Regions from separate parts of the Mus musculus genome. Here region 2 is linked to region 1. A link is a contact called in public Hi-C data. All regions are on one chromosome and are shown on one strand. The core of a region is the stretch at or near the end of the contact, and the rest is flanking DNA. Distances in the headings are between cores, read along the strand shown.

Region 1 (3,287 bases), core at 666-3,165:
CCTTTTTATTCTTAGGAGCTATTTATATTTTACCATGAAAGTCTCAGTTATCACTTGCCACTTCTTATCAGCTGGCAGTCTCTGAGAAGCTGTTTCCTTTGGAAGATGGATGTAGACAAAGCTTTTGAGGTAAAGAAAGTATTCTATTTCCATGTCCAAATGCCCCATTGCTGAGTGTTTTCGACAGACATGTATACACTGTCATTTGAGAGCTAGACCTTGCTCAAATCTGGCTTGTAGGCTTTTCTTGCTTGGCTTAGGTACAGATTTGGCTTTCATTATTATTTGTATTAGAAAGCAGGCTTTCCCTTGCAGAGATGCTCAAGTGAACAGCAGAGTCCTGTCATCTGAAAGCAGCTGTGTGTTTATGCACTTGAAGCTCATGAGCATGTTTGCTTGCTTTGCGTGTTTTACCACATTTTATGTTAGGTACTTAATGTATCCTCACTGCCATCCCAGAATGAGGCAGATTTATCTGTGCCTAAAGCAGAACTGCCTTTTTTGTTTAAAACTGGAGAGCAGGAATCCTAGGCATTGCTCAAAGTTATATCAACTTCTTTGGCTACCACCACAGAGGGCCAGCTGGAAATCTATTGTTTAGCAGTCCAAGGTGGAAGTGTTGTCAAGGCTGATGCAACCTGAGTCTTCTCTCCTGGACTTGCCGATGGTCATCCTCTCATCACCTCTGTGTTTCATATGATCCCCCTTGTTAAGTGTTTGTGTTTTCAAGTCTTCCAGCAAAGGCATGTTGACATATCCAGTCATATTGACTTAGACCCACCTTAATGAACTCATTTAACTTAATTATGCCATTAAAGGTCATCTACAAATATAGCCATTGGATACTGAGGTTATGGCTCAGTCTGCAAAGTTTTAAGAGACACTGCTTGGCATGCTTGTGTCCTCTGTAGGCTTATGGATGTGCAAGTAGGTGGAGCCCCACCCATAAGAAGAACAGCTGCAGTACTTGCTTGTCTGATTTGGACTCAGAAGAGGCAGCCAGCCCCCAGTTGTATGTTTTAGCAGAAGCAGAGGCTTTGCGGCTGTCCAGAAGGTTAAGCCAAGCTACAGCAAGAGACAGCCTCTAAGCTATAAAGGGCCTCCTAAACTTTGTTGTGCAATGTTGTTCTCTAAACAAGTAAGACACTTTCACATTACACACCAGAGACCAGGCTCTGGGAAGTGTCTCCCTGTGCATTCCAGCAAGTCACATGCTCACACATATTCATAGTAGTTAACATTATTGATGGGGCTTCCCAGGAAATCAGTCCTTACATTTTAATGAAAGAGAAACAAAGAATACAATTCAGTAGATTTTTTTTTTTTTTTTTTGATCATCAGTCATGGCCCTTCAGGGATTGTTTCCCGTTTTTGTTTGTTTGTGTTTTACACTTAATAAAAACAACTGAGTTTAGATTTAGCTATTGAATTCTTTTCACCTGAAAATCTCTTGAGAGTCAAAGCTCCAAGAATCGGTTACCTTTTTCCTTTTCTGTTTTTGTTTCCCACCTCAAATGCATGCACATTTCTTATTGGATTAAAAAGCCAGTAAAATCACAGAGCAAGAAAAAATAGCAATATAAAAGTGCTCTTTCCAAACATGCTTAGCAAATGCTTTCTTATTTTAATCTTTCATTTTGATTTATTGAGTATTCAAAGTTGGTCTGAGAGATCCATCCCAACAACTTTAGCCTGAGGAGATAAATATCCTTGCTGACTTTTAGCTACATTTGGCAATCTAGTCATGGCTAGTTTTTACAGCACCCCTAAGGAAATAGGATCGCTGTGTATTCTAGGGAAAAAAACACCCCTTTTCAAACAGTTCCTCCTTCTGTGGCCTCCAGAACACGCCACTCAGGCACCTTGGTGCTTGAGAACAGAGGGGCTTTCTGTAGAGCTGCTGAGTTCATCCCCAGCAGCCGACTTGCTGTCTGTGTGGGGAATTCCTGCTCCTGGCCCAAACCCACAGGCCTCCTTGTGAAGGCCACAGCACACACACTCTTTCTTTTGCCTGGATAATGATCTCGGCCTTAGAGACTTGCAGTGAACAGGGAGGGAAGGGAAAGAGAGGAGAAGGAGGGAAAGAGGGGGAAAAGGAGATGGATTTCATCTACATCCCTGGTTGCAAAAGTTGTTCTTTGTGAAATAGACTTAAAAATTCTATTTTGCCCCAGAAGCAGATTTAATAACATGAAACAAAACTGTGTGCCTACAAGCCCCTGCCTTCTTGAATATGAGCTAATTATAGACAACATCTTTCATCCCCAAGTAGACAGCTACTCACCATGCTATAGGTCTCTAGTCTCCAAGATCTCATTCAAGTGTCCTGGGGTTCCCTGCTGACCCACTGACCAGAATTCCTAAAGCTGACAGTTTGTCACAGGGTACATTGGAGTCCTAACTTTGGACAAGGCTACAGGCTTACATCTTCGTACTACCTGAGACTTAAAAACGAGGTCCCTCTACATTCCAAATGAATATTCTGAAAATCCTTACAGGTTATCTGTGTGACTGACAAGGTACCTGGAGAAAATTAGTGGGAGTTTAGAGGCAGTTCCTGCCTCATGATGTGAGGCAAACATATGGGTGAAACCAATGAAACCTGTGTCCTCTGCATCAATGAAACACCCATGGGGTATTTTGAAAATTAAAGGTCTCCAAGCCCTGCCATAGAAAAGTCTGGTTCATAAGGATTCTGGGAAAGGGTCCTTGGAATGTTTCCCTTAAAATTTCTATAAACTGTCTGACTCCTGGGAGAACTGGAGTCCATTCATTTTGAGAAGTTCTGTCTTCCTTTGTTGCTCATAGGGCAGACTGGAAAGAGGAGCTCTGGAAAAGAAATTCTGTTGAGTTGAGAGCAGAACTGTAGAACTTCTATGTGGGATGAGCAACTCATGTATCAATGGCGCCATCCAGTATAAAACACCTCTGAGTTGCCTAGGAGCAGAGGACCCTAGAAGAGGCTCCTGTAAAGCCAACGTACACATTGCACCACAGAGTAGCTAAGGACACTCCTACCTAACCAGTACATATGAGGAACCATCCTGTTGGCCATAGGTCTTCAATATTTTATATTTAAAACTTGCTCTTGTAACATTTGGGGAATATAAGCTGCTTTGTCTACTGAGTAATTTTCCCAGTCTGACTAGGGTGGTCTGGCAACAGTGAGCAAGTCCTGAGACTATTGTGTTATCTCTTTTAGACATGCTATGGTGTGAATGAAGATGAAACACAAGAATGGCCCTTCAGTATCCTGGAGATAATGATGTGCTTTGGAGAGTACACGT
Region 2 (3,231 bases), core at 361-2,860, 300 kb before region 1:
TAAGAAAGATAGACTGCCTGCATCCTTCTGGGAACTCCTCTGTCCATGTCCATAGGAGCAAGACTTCTCACAACAAACCATGTACACATCACACACAAGGACACATAGTTCAGTGGCAGGCTGAAGACATGGGAGGTTTGAGTTAAGGACATGCTCCATCTGGTTGACATCCTCATCCTGTCTCCTGCACCAGAGTCCAAACTTGGCCCTGCATTTTAAAGGATATCTGGTTTAAGTAGTAGCTCTGTCTCAATACTAACAATCATCAAATATTACTTGGGCATTTGCTCATGGGTCTGGCTGGCTGGGTGAACCTGCAGGGAGAGGGGACCATGTAGGGAGCTTCATGTCACCATGTTGATTGACACTCAGCTTCTGTTGATGTTCTATCCCTATTACCAATAACTCCTCTGATTCATGAGAACAGATGTCCCTTCCTGTTCTACCTGGTGCCCTCTCAGATCACCAGCAGCATCCCTGGTGGCCTTGAAAATCTAGACCACAGCTTCTGCATTTGCCTAGTGAAGGTGGGTTTGTGGGCAGGGCCTGATGTTAGACTTCCCCAGTAAAGGATATGGTGGGCTCACCCACATTTTCATAACAAACCAAACTTATAAAGGCCAGGTTCAGCCAGTACAGTTGTTATTAGACGCGTTCTCACGACCGGCCAGGAAGAACACCACAGACCAGAATCTTCTGCGGCAAAACTTTATTGCTTACATCTTCAGGAGCAAGAGTGCAAGAAGCAAGAGAGCAAGAAGCAAGAGAGCAAGAAGCAAGAGCGAGAGAAGCAAGAGAGAGAGAAAACGAAACCCCGTCCCTCTTAAGGAGCATTCTCCTTCGCCTCGGACGTGTCACTCCCTGATTGGCTGCAGCCCATCGGCCGAGTTGACGTCACGGGGAAGGCAGAGCACAAGTAGTCATAAGATACCCTTGGCACATGCGCAGATTATTTGTTTACCACTTAGAACACAGCTGTCAGCGCCATCTTGTAACGGCGAATGTGGGCGCGGCTCCCAACATACAGTGGCCAGCCAAAGGCTGCTGGGGAATGCCTTCCACCCTAAACCAGCTAATTTGTGTCTGTCCTGAACACACAGCTCACCAAACAGTGCCAGGTCTGGCTGTCTTTGAAAGAAGACTTTCTTTCCATTTTGGCAAACTGTCTCTTGAAAGACACTTCATTCTTTTTATTGGATGGCTAATATTTTCACAAGTAACACATTCACTTTCTAAAGAAATCCTCTACCCTGTTCTTCCGGCATCCATCTCCCACCAGAATTTCTCTTATCTGCCCTTCTGTCCAGGGGGCTCTGGTGTTAACTCTTAAAATGTCAGACTGAATTCTCTAGAGAAGCCTGGTGGTTTGGGACTTGACTGAAGACCAGAAACAAAGAGCAACTGAACTGAAGCAAAACCATCAGGGCCACAGCATGGAAAGCTAGAAGCAAGCTTCCCAAGCTGCAGCATGTGTGCTGCCAGCCAGCCGGCGCCTCAGCGGCCTGGCTTGGCAGCCTCTTACTCAAACTCTGTTTTCCTTGGGGGTAGGTGGAGGAGGTGGAGGGAACCAGGAAGGAGGAGGGCAGCACTGAGGGATGTAGTTGCCCTTTGCCTCATGATTTATACTTGGTCAGAGTAGCCCTGTTCCGCTTGCTTTAGGCTGGAATGTGTCTTGGACATGTTGTTTCAATATGAGACAATCAGCTGGGCCCTCTGTGGAATGTCCCTGGAGACTGGAAACGACCTCCCAACAGGGTCATTTGTTCAGCAGAATTTAAAGCCACATTCTCCAACATCTGCATTCTATTAATACCTTCAGAATAATTCCTTCCTTCAGCCTTGGGAAATCAGAGGATGTTCTGAGGGACACTTAGCATTGAGTCCTTTTGATTTTGCTGCCTCCTAGAAAGATCCTAACCCCTTCCTCTGCTGTAGTGCAAGTGGATCTTCACTTTCCCAGAGTGAAATCCTGGATGGGCAAAATGTATGGCTGGACTTGTGTTAATGTACAAAATAGAGATGAAACAGAAGAGCTTGGCAGACATTCCTGGGTATGTGCTGAAAGCCAGGGAGGGGACAAGTACCTTCTGTGAAGGCCCCTTTCCAAGTCTTTGTGGGAGCCTGGCCAGAGCTGGATCCTCGTCATATCCTCCCAGGAGAGAAGGTTCTTAAAGGGAGGGAAGACAGAGAGTGAAGGAAGAGAAAATGGTTTCAAGGCAGCAGTACAATAAAGCCAGAGATAATTTCTTTAAGGTTCAAGTACACTTACTAGCTAGATGGAGTAGAAATGCAGCTCAGAGCTTCAGTAATATCCACTTAGTGGGAAAAGGTATGACTTGGACATGCAGCTGTGACCTTGGATGAGGCTGGTCCTGAGTCCTAGGCCTTGTAAGAAGACACTGGGGACATATTGAGTGTGGAGGATCTTTTAGTATGGAAGGGAATGTGATCAAAACTCTGATGCTAAGAAGGTATGGTTAATCTAAGAACATTTAATGAGTGCCTCCCCATTGTACACATGCAGCCAGACACTTCGTCAACTACTCTGAAGGAAGGAGAATCAGGGCCAATGTTGAGGACATCATTTCTGAGCACTACTCTTTTTTCTGAGAACCTGGAAGGTGCAGCTGCTGAGGCTCACCAGGCAGGGGCTATCCCATTATTACCTGTCATTATCCAAATCTTTGTCACCGTATTATCATTTAATAACCCTGAGCCTAAAAAACTAAATGCACTCAAACTGATCAGAAACACAACTCTGCCCCATCATTTTAAGTTCCAGTATGCCTCTAAAGATGAGGAATGGCTTCCTGGGTGTGTGGCTCAGGAAGAACGCTCTTTCTCTCTGATGGCTGAAGGTAGGTTAGGGTATCTGAAAGCACTGCCTGGGTAGAATGGATGTACTGCCTAACACATCTGATGGTGTTTCCTTTGTCATTGGCTCATTTGTCTGTCTGCTCATAGAAAGAGATCTATCAAACAGTGGGCTTCCTGTGAGATCTGCATACCCACCCTCTAGCTGCTGGACCTTTGCTGCTGGGCCCCTGGCCAGGTCTTACATTCCTTTGCCTAGGATCACAAGGAATTTTGAGAACAAGTGTTCAAGAGAATAGGTAGATGGGTTTTGGCCTTCTATCTCCTTTTCCTTGCCCAAATTAGCAAACCCTGGAGAGCAAACAAAAGGATACAATGAATAAGCTGTGGGTTCCCTGTGACCTTCCTATGTAAGCA

What was found. A called contact is a pair of places that touch in the nucleus more often than the background predicts.
Region 2: a Hi-C map of uterus shows a contact between it and region 1, with 2.7 times the contacts expected there. The contact joins two enhancer-like sites. A contact is called at or near these places in 4 of 39 promoter capture datasets (the 3T3-L1 cell line, cranial neural crest, embryonic stem cells and 1 more), 3 of 484 Hi-C or Micro-C datasets (adipose-derived mesenchymal stem cells and uterus), 1 of 115 datasets of contacts at active chromatin or transcription factors (cardiomyocytes) and 3 of 9 other capture datasets (adipose tissue, embryonic tail and embryonic trunk).

What each region holds. Positions count from the first base shown.
Region 1 is chr16:14,892,684-14,895,970 of GRCm38.p6, reverse strand. It overlaps Gm33696 (a long non-coding RNA gene), which reads left to right. Exons shown (of 3, transcript XR_384708.4): 3 at 3,203-3,287. Among named protein-coding and RNA genes, the nearest start is that of Efcab1, 12 kb to the left of the region's middle. Within about 2 kb of position 1,915, at least 37 of the 459 cell types and tissues checked have an H3K27ac peak or open chromatin away from gene starts, as enhancers often do. A contact at or near this core is called in uterus, where this site is marked.
Region 2 is chr16:15,193,945-15,197,175 of GRCm38.p6, reverse strand. No RefSeq gene overlaps it. Among named protein-coding and RNA genes, the nearest start is that of Gm41423, 81 kb to the right of the region's middle. RefSeq lists an enhancer at 1,060-2,763. Within about 2 kb of position 1,610, at least 100 of the 459 cell types and tissues checked have an H3K27ac peak or open chromatin away from gene starts, as enhancers often do. A contact at or near this core is called in uterus, where this site is marked.